Regions from separate parts of the Capsicum annuum genome. Here region 1 is linked to region 2. The links are chromatin contacts, called in public Hi-C maps. All regions are on one chromosome and are shown on one strand. The core of a region is the stretch at or near the end of the contact, and the rest is flanking DNA. Distances in the headings are between cores, read along the strand shown. Region 1 holds the start of LOC107849284 (nucleolin 2-like). Region 2 holds the start of LOC107849573 (WAT1-related protein At1g68170).

Region 1 (6,085 bases), core at 669-3,168, 170 kb before region 2:
GTCAAATCTACCTCAACTTTGACCTTAGCACAAGCATTGTCTTATTTCTAATAGCCATGTCCATCATAAAGGATTGACCTACAGCAAAATCCATAAGAATATTGCCTTCTTGGCAAAGAATTTGCTGGTAAATCTGGTCAGGATACCATGCAACTCTTATCATCATTTCTACATTGGGTTCAAATTATAAATCCCATTTAAGGGTTATGATTTGCCAATACGTCTCCTTGGTCTATACATAAAATGTCACTATAGATAATAAATGGACATAAACTTCTAAACTCATAAGTTTAATCAGGATATATCTGGAATCTAATACCCATTTGTGCATTCATTCTTGATACCACATTGGCTGGAATTGCTCTCCTTAGCTCTTTGATATCAGGATTTTTATATAAGAATTTCCCATAATGGTGTATTGGAAGTTCTCCTGAATGATGAGAGATCTGACTTTCGATACCTTCCACCTAATATTAGGTTCTTATGTAACATTACTATTGATTTTGGTGGCACTTAGGGTATTGGAGGAATAGTTGGCTTAGGTATTATAATATTGACATACTGAGGTAAATTTTGTTCCCTAGGCCTAAGGTTATCAACGTGAGATTGTTAGGATACTTTTGTGTGGGTAACCGAGAGAAGTCCTTGGGAGGGATGGTCTCACCGATGACGGTGTTGGCCATGTTGTCCTGAATCAATACTAGGGTTTTGGTTTTGTAGGGTTTTCTTTAGAGAGAGTCTTTTAGGCTGTGACAATAACAAATTTTTCAGAGCAAAATTGAAAAATGATCAAATTTATCCCTAGATTTTGTTGATGAGTAAGCATCCATACTACTATAGTCTTGATTTATATTATTGGTCAAAAGTGTAAATGGAAGGACAATCTAAATTATTAAAATTGGTACTCTTGCTAGATTGAGTTGTAAATGTTAAAGGAAGCTATCTTATCCACCCCTCCTAGAAAGGGGAAATAGGATGGAAGACAATGTATAGATGTCCCAGAGTTTGTTTTGTAAGATCCTGCTTCTAAGTCCAAAGAGTAGGAGGTGTAAATAGTTTTGCTTGGTTGAATAAAAATTTTGTTTTTCACCAAAAAAATATAGCATAGAATAATCAATATATCCAACTCTAAGAATTGCATTTTCTAAAAAGTAAAAGAATAAATAGGAATTTAAAATTCCATAATAAATATTTATACTAGTTTTATATTTGATAGATAAGTAATCTAAAACTGTATAAGTACACTAATTATAATTAAATTCAATTATAAAGTTACTTTCAGGATAATGATCATGATGTTTCCCTTTTTAAAAAATTATTTTAAACAAGAGTAATCGGAGCACAAAATATTCCTCTTTCGTAGGATTTGAATAAAAGGTCGCACCTCAAATATATATAAAATAACTTTTGAAAATACTAACAAATCAGATCTAATCATATTCTTAGATATATCATTGAACCATTGTTTGTGATTAAACGGTCATAACACACAAAAAAGAGCGATAAAGAAGACAAACATGTTCCAGTTGGGTGGATGGATGAACAAATGGATGGACGACAAATGGATGAATTAGATACAATTAGAGAGTCATATAATGGGTAAATGATAGAGGCAAAAAAAAAGAAGAAGGTGGTAAAAATTTATACTTATCGATGCGAATGAAGTCTGACCAAATGTTTTGACGGCGACCACAAGGTGGAGATTCCCAATAATAAAAAAGGAGATCTTCTCAGATATGTTGTCGGAAAGTTTTCTGAAAAAGGGGGAGAGAGAGTCATAAAACTAGTGAATGATAATGAAAAAAAAAATGAGGTATAAGTTTTATACTTATCGATGTAAATGAAATCTGACAAAGTATCAGACGATAACTCTCAAGACGGAGATTCTCTATTAGTAACAGAGATTTCATAATTTTCTTATCGAAAAGTATTTTGAATAGAAAGTTATATAATGCTTTAACTGAATTGAGATAGAAATATAAAATAATGTATTTTATATAGAGCGACAAAGGAGATTCAACTGACTTTCTTATCCAAGATTTGTAAGTAATAATTTTTCACACAATCAATATAATTTTAAAATGTAATAATATTTCATTTAATATTATTAGAGTTATGAATTAAGTTATGAATTAATACTTTCTCATCTAAATATGCATGTAACTAACTCATAAATAATTTTTACATCATTAACACATTTTTTGGTTTAGTGTGGCGGAGTAAGGTTAGAAATAAAGTCGGATTGTAGATATAATATAGTTTTTGACGTTTTGATAACATAGAGGGTGAACTATCTTATGATGGTTTCATCGGGTATTAATGTGCATTCATCTCTATTATTAATCCGTGACTAGCTAATTTTTTTAATTTAATTCTCAATTTTTAAAAAGATTATTATTTTTATTTATTATTTTTATGTAATATAATTTAAAGTACAACAAACGTGCAAGATTTCTATTAAGCAACTGAAAGATCAAATTTGAGCATATTTCCATGTTCCAACTATTCACGTGATATAAAGTAGCTAATAATTGAATTATACATCAATTTTATCTTGAATATCTCACTTATTATAGACACGTAATTTTATTCCTCCCGAAAGAATATTTTTATTCATTTATCCTCATTTTACCGTAGACCTTGACCCATGTGATAATTTCTACTCAATAATAAATCCAACAAACTCTCAACCAATTTTTGAGACTTCACCCTAACAAATTTAACAAGCTGACCCTACCCCTCATATACCCCTACCCTGACCCCCACCCCCACCACACACTCCCCTAATCACATTTTTTTTTACCACTAACAGAATGGCAAAAGGGAGGGACCCCACGGGAATTTTAAATTCACACATACTATATCACTCACACCTCACCAATTTCCATCTACACACAATTCTCTACACTAACCATCTTTTTCAATTCACAATACATACATAGAAACTCACCATAAATACACCTCCATTTCCATTCAACACAAGCAACATATACACACACATTCTCAACAAATTCACCTCCACTCACTCACACACGCATAGACTAACACAGCCACCAAAAAGACGTACAAAGCCACCGAAAATGCGCACACACATAAGACACCAGAGGACACAACTAAACACAACACAGAGTAAAAAAAACAATGAAAAAGAAGTGACAAATGGCGTGAGGGAGAGAGAAAAGGGGAGCGAGGGAGAGAAAACGATGGAGGTTGATTGTTCCGGCGAGAGCTTGCTGGAAAACGGTACTGCTGCACCCACTTAATCTGTTTACTTTGGTTTTCTTCACTGCCGGAAGACATGAAAATAGTTAACCACCCCGGTTCACTTCAGATTTCATCCAAATTCGATCTGGATCTCTGTTTGTTTTCAGATTTCTAGTTTGGGTACAGCTGTAACAACCCACATTTCAGGCTAGAATGTAAACCATCTTTTCCACGTGTAAATATTTTAAAATCCATAAATCCTATGAAAATTTAATGTGTCAATCAATTATGTAGTGTGGGAATCTGATTGAGCAACAATTGAGATCATAGAGGTCATTTAACTCAATGACGAGTTGAAAACATTTTTATCGATTAAGTTTTAGTGGATAATTTAACTTGAGTCAATTTCCATCGACCATAACTATTTGTATAAATCGAATTAAAAGGCCTACTATATATCAAATGAAAGTTCTTCAAAGTAGCTTTCCAACAATACAAATTTCGCCTAAATCCGATAACCAAACGAAAAGTTATGACTTTACAAATTGGAGTGTGTCGCCTAACAAATCACCTAAGTCAACTGGAATGGTTATGCCATAAGTTAGGCGCCGCCCAACCAAGCTTAGGCAATGGGTTAGGCATCTCCCAGCATAACTTAGGCGATTGGCAATGCGCCGCCCAGCCTAGCTTAGGTGATGGGCAATGCGGCGCATACCTTATGGCCCAACGACGTAAATTCATCATTTTTAAGTCATTTTAAGGGCAACTAAGTCCTTTCTCATCCCAAAATCGTTCCTAATCATCCTTAAACGAATTTAGGCTTATTATTAACGTCTAAACTCTCCTAAGATCCCTAGTTCATCCTTTAAGAACACAAGACGAGAAAACAACTAGGGTTTGAGCACAAGCTTAAAGGTCCAATCTTTTCGAAACTTCTTCACGAATTCTTTAGAATTAAGGTACGTGGGGTTTTTCTAAATCTCATGGGCATGATTTTGATATGAATTTAAATAACAGTTATATATATATATATATATATATATATATGTTATTTTAAGTGGGGTTTCGTTTTTAATACCAACATCATGTTTTGTGATATGATTTTGAAAAGAATATTGAAAGATCATGGGGTTGTTTGCTTATATATCTCAATTGTTGAATTTGTGGACATGTGATTTGAATTTCAAAGGGTGTGATGAATATGAATTGTGAATTCTTTAATTTCCCCATGATGATGTTTTTGTACCCCACATGACACTCGTGTTAAACTACTGAGAACATGAGTTTTATAACCATTACTGTACTACTTTATAAATGATGAAGTTTCTTGACTATTATGTGTTGGGAATCTTTGTGCATGTATTTGATGTATGGAAGTTTTATGTGTGTTCATAATATGATTTGCATAAGAGGTTTTGAGAATTTATGTAGTACTAATGGCTTGCAAGTCGGGGTATGACGATACCCCACGGAGGAATTGCCTCGAATGAAAAGAAGAAAAGAATGTTGCGAGTATGATGCATGTTTTGTCTTAAATCAAGCCTAAAGTTTAAATTGGTGTGAGTTAAGTGGTTACCCGAAGAATACAAGTCAAATGACTCTATGCTGGAAACCGTGATTTAATGACACGGGAACTTAGTACCCTGCTATGTGATCTTGTGTATCTAGTACTATGTCATTCAAAATTGGGACCAATGGTTAGGAGCCCTGCTTTGTGATCTTAAGCCCAACCACGACATATTTACTTGATTGAGGTTGTGACACCCTGCTGTGTGATCTTATGCGTCCTCCCCTCACTAATATTCCAATCTAAGCGGCAACCAAGATTTGGCAATTGGTGAAAATATAAAATTGTAAGGTGTACCACCTAGCTCAATAGTACTACATTATTGTTGAAAAATCATTATACTATGCCTATGCGTTTTCAAATAATTTTGCATTAAAGTGTTTTATAATAGTTCTAACTTATGTTATATAAAAGTTGTATTTTATTTTTGGATTACTCTGCGTACCAGTACAATTGTATTGACCCCTTACCTTCTCAGGGTCTGAGGCTCAGTCGAGGGGTCCTGTTAAGAAGTAGAGCCATCAGTTAGCAGTGTGCAGTTGGTGAGACTTCTTTTCTCCGGAAGGCCTGTTCCTTTCAGACATTTGTTATTTATTTAGATTTGGGTCTACTGAGGGCCTTGTCCCAGTTTTTGGTTGTGATGTCTAGTTTTGATGTATTAGAGATTTTGCAGATAGATTTTAGATGATGTTGAAGGTTTACTGAACCCTTTTGACTTTTCAGTAGTATGATATTACAGACCATGTTTTCGCATAAATCTATTTTCCTTATTTTCCCTTAATATTGTATAAACATGTGTATGAATGCCTATTGAAAAGGGGGCGCTCGAGCCTTCATGGTTCAGGATGCCTATCACGTCCAGGGCCTATTTTAGGTCGTGAAAAACTTGATATCAGAACACGGTTCATGGTCCCAGGGTGTCTATAAAATCGCGTCGGGTAGAGTCTTGTTTATGGGTGTGTAGCGCGCCACACTTATAAGCAGGGGGATACTAGGCATGTAGGAATATCTCCCTTCTTTGTGATTTAGTTCATGCTGTGAAGTCTAGAATGTCCCCTAAATGTCCCCAAATCATTGTTCTCTTGTGTTTTAGAATAGCTAGCATGCCTCCACGTTGCTCTAATGATCAGAACACCTAGGCTGATGAGGTCCATCCCACCCATGGGATGAGGACGCGTAATAGAGCTTACACTCTAAAATTTGTTGCTTCTTTGGGAGTCCCACCTATTTAGACTAGCCCACCCAGAGCACCTAGGCTCCTCGGTCAGGGACTAATCATACCCAGCCTTTTGAGAGAGAGGTATCATTTACTGA
Region 2 (6,367 bases), core at 964-3,463:
AGATTAGGCTTGTTGGAAGCAGAGGTAAAGTCAGGATTTTAGGTCTGTGGATTTAGAATTTTAAGGCAAAGAATAAAAAGGATTTGAACCCACGTCTCTAAGGTGGAAGACATTTTACTCTCACCTCTCCTCCGTTAATGTACCAGCATCCCATATTTGTATGTGGGTTCGCAACTATATATTTTATATATTATTTCTAAATTTTATAATATAAATACAAAGTATACATAAAAATTATTGGGTTCGACCAAATCCCAAATACCCTCTACCACCGTCTCTGGTTGGAAGTCATATTAGTTGCATGTAACTTACCCTAGTAGCCCTGAGAGAAATGCTTGCACAACAACAGTCCAAGTTAGTTTTGGCCGCTTATTCCTACAAAAACAGGTAACCAAAATCAATTCTTGTCAAATAAAATATTTTGCATTGTAACTCACAAATATACATAATTTTAAAATAATTTTTAAAAACTTACTGCTTAATAAACTAAAAGCCAAATCATGTATAATACAAAAAAATAAAAAGTGTTAGGTAAATGGAGTGTGAGTATCTCGTTGACATCAATATGTGTGACTCTAAAATTTATGAGATATGACTATTCCAAGAAGTCTCAAGTCGTCAAAGTCGCAAAGATACATTCATCACCAATAAAAAGGGAAAGAGAAGTATTTTTGGAATTGACAAAATAAAAGAATAAAAAGGACACAAAACATAATATGGTGGAGCAAAAGCAATAACTAAAAGTGCATATAATAGACTTGGTGGGGTCAAAAGCGATACTCAAGAAAGATAGGGGCAAGTATTCTTTTCTAAAACAAGCCATGTTGATGAACATATTTACCCATAGTTTTTATTTTGTACTGTTAAGTATCACTACTTTAAAACTTATTCAACTTGGAAAAGATTGTTTTAGAATCTTTTATTTTTGCTTTCTCTTTTAACAACTATTTCTTCTGTTCCATTTATGTGGTAGAGTCAAGTACGATCAATAGTCAAATTATTCAATTTCGGAAAGAATTTAGGTGTCATCTCAACTATTTTATTAGATATCTTCTATTTTCCATCAATGCAAATACCAAATAACTTTGCCAACTATATATGATGGAGATATAAACTCTTCACCTTTTTACATATTTAAAAATGGCATTAAAATTCAAAATTTCTTAAAATTTTGTGGTCACATAAAATTCTCATTAGTAACTTTTACAATTGTAATAGTGTCACATGGGGTGGAAGAGTGTAATTATCTTTCTTGAAATTTTTCTTACATTGATTGATATCGTACTTAAAGTTGTTTTTATGCCCAGTTAATTAATTATGACTAAAGTTATTGTGAAATAACGAACATATCATAAGACGAGACATACTCACCAACCACAAATGAGCAAGTTTATGGGTGTGTCCGTACAAAGAAAAATGTTTTCCGAGAAAAATACTTTCAGAAGCATATATGGGTTCTTTTATTTTTTTGTGTGTGTGTTTGATACATGATCAAAAATATTATTCTAAAAGCATTTGTATATAATTTGGATAAGTACTATAAGAAATATATGCATGGGTGTGGTGGGTACAGGTGTGATGGGGGCTATTGGGGTGGAGATGAGGATGAGGTGTTGTTGGAGGATTTGAAGAAACAATCAATGTGGAATGCTAATTATGGGAATGTGTTCTTGTTTCCACTAAAAATATGAGAATTTTCTTATCAACGTTCTCGTAGGAAAGCCATCGAAAATATGAAGTTTTCTTCACCAGAAACATGTTTGAGAACGAGCCAATTTCCTACGGATTTGGTGGCATTTCTTTAGCTAGTACTAGCACCATTTGAGGCATCTGACAAGTCTGATTTCTCAAGAATTTTGATTGAATGAAAGCAAGAAGATGAAAGAAAGCCAAGTTAATTATTACCATTCAACAACGATAGCAATTGGACCAAGAAAGGCAGTAGCAAAGATCCATCTATAAGCAACCATAACTCTCATAGTCATCCCATCATCTGCTGCCACTTTTGACAATACAATATTTCCTCCCAGCAACACTGCTGCCAAAGTCATTGCTCCTACATGTTTCACTCTTTCAAATCCTGTATAATTCTCAATTACAACCATATTGGAACACAGAATAGAACAACAACAACAACAAGAAGAATATGAAGAAGAGTGAAGTATATTTTTTTGAGAGAGTTAGTACTAAGAGTAATTGTACCAAATGAGCAATTGTTTGGCCCTTTTTATTAGCGAAATTGCGTGTTCAAGCAGCACAATTTTACTACTACTTTTTCTTGCATGCATGCACCATCTTGTAGACAAGTCATGTCTTATTCTACTTTAATTTTTTTTTTTCCAAACATTTAATAAGTAAAAAGCTTTATGGTGAAATAGCTACGTCTTTCCGAAGGGATCTTTTAACACTATTTAAGTACAATACACAAACATGTTTGGAGGGCCACTCCATCCTCTTGTACTGTCCCTCTCTAAAGCCTTTATTAATTACTTATTTGATAATAATAGTATTATTCAAATAAATAATATATTAACTGCCCCCCCCCCCCCCCCCCCCCCCCCCCCCCCCCTCCTTTTTGGGTGTAAAGTATTTTTTTTTTCTGTTAATTTTTCATATTTCAATGCACATGTTTTCTTTGTTAATTGACCATAGGCGGCCCCTGGCCGGTAATAGTTAGCCGTTGCTGGCGGCAAATGTCACCGTTTCACGAGGTTAATTAATTTTATATTACTCCCACCGTTTCAAATTTTTCAATTTGATTTCGCATTTTACTTATCTTTTTTCATTAATCAAGAAGAGATAATTTTTTTTTCCATATTTTACCCTTTGCATTAATTATGTTTTCTTCAAATTAAAATGTAAACATCATTTAATAGGATTATTATGATAAATTAAGCATATTATTAATAATTTTTCTTAATAAATGTGTCATCTCAATTTGGGATGGATACTTTGAGACAGAGTGAGTACATGTTAATTTGACATACCACTTGAAGAAAATTTTTATTAAAAGATTTTTTTTTATTATTATCAAATTAACCTACAATTATTAATGATATTTTAAAACTTTGACTATTATACTACTTTTTGTAGTTATTTTCTCCGCTTAAATTACTTGGTATGTTTGTTAAAAAGATTGTCTCAAAATAATTGAAATGTTTAAATGATCAAGATATAATTAACTATTTTTTTCCAACTCTACCCTTAATAGTAAAGACTATTTTCATATTAATTGAAAAAACTCGTCTAATCAAGATTAAATAGGGTCATATTAGTTAATTTGCGTCATTTATTAATTTGTCTTTAAGAATTGTGCAAAAATCAAACATATCAAGTAATTTGAGACGAAGAGAATATTTAATACCAAAAGGATTTGTCTCATCTTCTTTACATTTTCACTTCATTTTCTCAAGTGCATACTTAGAAGGTTGGCGCTGGTCAAATTTAAAGGCTTCAATTCAATTAACCTAAGCAAACATATTAATTATTCATTTCCAAATGAGAGAGATGACCTATAATAAATAAGGATGATATGGTAAAATTATTATTTTATTTATTATTTTTATAGTGGATGTCAAATCAAATATGAACAAATAAATATGGATGGATGAATAGTAGCGTAGCCACATGCAATGGAGGGTGGTCAGTCGAACACCCTTCGTCTAAAAGTTATATTGTATAGAGAAAATTATATGAAATATATATGTCATAGATTACCTTTCATGTATTTATATTAATTCCTAAATATTCTTAGTGAAATTTATGACTTCGCTACTACAGATGGAGCGTATATAGTTGCAAGAAAATTATTGTACGTAATCCTCTTGCATCTCTTCTTAAAACAGCGCTAATTACATGTATGATAGTTACTAAGTACTTATGTTGAATTGAGTTCTTGATTAACTTTATAATTAGTTTACGGTTTTTACTCGAGCATTTAATTTTCCTTGACACATTTAGAGGGAAAGAAGAGGAAAAATAAAATACTCCTATTTAATTACCGGGAAACTAAATTCCTTCTTTGTTAATCCCGTTACATAAACATTCATAAAGAAAAAAGGAAAATATTACTTACGTGAATGGGACAAATATTTTACTTTTGAAACTTGTTTTTCCATTTTCACTAGGAAAGTAGTTTTTCTTATTTTAAGCAAATTATTCTGTAGAGCAAATATTTTTTCAAAATTGTGACAAGAAAAAAAAAAAGTCCAAAAAAAAGTTTTTCTCCCTACCAGCGTAGTCCGAAAATTGTGCACTTTTGTCTTCCTTGTTCACTTACATCATGTATTTCTACTTTTGGCTTCCTTGTTTCACTATACATCATGTATTTCTACAATTTGATGGATGTCAAATTCTCTAAGAAAAAAAGTAGAGTAATTAATACAAGTAAGATATTTACCAGAAAAACGTGTAACACCAAACATGTCATTTTTCCTTATTTAAGAACCTTATAGATACGTGACCAAATTCAATCCCCATTTACGTATTTTTGTTGTCTCAATTTATTTGATACGATTTAATTGAGCATGAAATTTTAAAAAAGAAATAAAATTTTTAAATAAACTTATTTATATCTCATCTGAGATAAAATTAAATAAAAAATTTAAATTTTATAGAAGGAATACTTATTTATGTATTTTGTTTTTTCTATAGATTTTCTGAAATTGCTTTAAGATTATATTCAACAGGTAGAATATGATGTGTATGTGATTTCCTCGTCCAGTATTATTAGAAGAACAAATGAAATTTGGAGTGAGATTTTTGTAAAGATCTACAACAAAGATAGTTGAAAAGAGAAACACAAACAATTGAGATTTTAAGTGATAGTTTTATTGAGCAGACTCTTGACTTAATATAGACCTACAATTAACAAGAAGAGAAATAATAGACCACAAAAACTGCTAAGTAGTTAGGATAATATAAAATAAAAAAACGTGTATCAATCCTAAAGAATAGAATTTCATGGAACAATCCTTGACCAATTCAAAGTCTACTAACAATCCCTCCCTTGAACTCATTCCTCTTGTCAAGAATTAGTTCAAATCTGAATTTGTGCACATGCCAAGCTCTTCACGCAGTTTTTGAAATGCTTTCACTTTGAGAGGTTTTGTCAGCAGGTCTGCAAGTTGATCTCGAGTACCGTAAAACAAGTTAACAACTCCTTCTTTATTAAGATCCCTTAGGAAATGAAATATTACCCTTATGTGCTTAGAACGATCATGTAAAATCAAATTCTTGGACACCTTAATAGTTGAAGCATTATCACACATTAACTTTGTACCAGCTTCCTGCAAATGACCAATTTCTTTTAGGATCCTCCTCATCCAAATAGCTTGACAAGCGCATGCAGTAGCTGTAACAAACTCAGCCTCTGTAGTTGGCAATGTAAGATAGGTTACTTTCGGGACGACCAAGCTACTGCTCTTCCACTCATCATAAACACGTAGCTTGAAGTACTTTTGCTATCGTCCATGTCGCCAGCATAGTCACTATCAGTGAATCCAACCAACTCACTAGCACCCCTCATTTTTTAAAACACACCATAGTTCACAGTACCTTTTAAGTACCTTAATACTCTTTTTGCTGTTGCAAAGTTTTGTTGTGTTGGGCATGCTATAAAATGACTAATAAGACTTATAACAAACATGAGATCAGGACGAGTGGCTGTGAGTTACATCAGACTCCTCACTACCTGCTTGTATTGAGTTGCATCCATCTTTATGCCATCTTCATCTTTTCTAATCTTTTATTCTGAAACGATAGGATTACAAACTAAATTATAATTTTCTATTCTAAATCGGCTTAAAACTTCAGCTGCATACTTTCTTTGGTATATGAAGACACCATCAGGTCTTTGTATCACCTCAATTCCAAGAAAGAACCTTATCTGACCTAAGTCCGTCATATCAAACTCCTTTTTCATGGAATATTTAAATTTACCGAACATCTCTTCATCATCATCAGTAAATAAAAGATCATCAACATAAATACTCATAATGAGAATTTTACCTCTCTTTCTTTTAACAAAGAGTGTTAGTTCACTGGAGCTTCTTTTGAATTCCTCCTTGATGAAATAGGACTCTATTCGACTAAACTAAGCTCTAGGTGTCTGTTTTAGTCCATAAAGTGTCTTTTGTAGCTTATACACCAGTTGTTCACTTCTTCTTTTTTTCATAATCTTTTGGTTGCTCTACAAAAACATCTTCCTTCAACTCACCACATAGAAAAGCCGATTTGACATCTAATTGATGTAATTTTCAACCCCTTTGAGCCGCAAAGCCTATGATGATTCTTACTTTATCCATTTTGGCCATAGGTGCAAAAACTTCAGTATAATCAATTCCATATTCCTGAGTATAGCCTTTAA

Evidence for each region. Hi-C and Micro-C count contacts between places; a contact is called where the count stands out from the background.
Region 1: a Hi-C map of pericarp shows a contact between it and region 2, with 3 times the contacts expected there. The contact joins the promoter of LOC107849284 here to the promoter of LOC107849573 in region 2. A contact is called at or near these places in 4 of 5 Hi-C or Micro-C datasets (bud, leaf, pericarp and 1 more).

Annotation. Positions count from the first base shown.
Region 1 is chr12:43,547,200-43,553,284 of UCD10Xv1.1, reverse strand. LOC107849284 (nucleolin 2-like) reads right to left here and starts at 1,918. Exons shown (of 4, transcript XM_047401021.1): 1 at 1,829-1,918; 2 at 1,648-1,754.
Region 2 is chr12:43,378,200-43,384,566 of UCD10Xv1.1, reverse strand. It overlaps LOC107849573 (WAT1-related protein At1g68170), which reads right to left and starts at 2,213. Exons shown (of 8, transcript XM_047401019.1): 1 at 1,906-2,213; 2 at 313-375. The coding sequence starts at 2,105.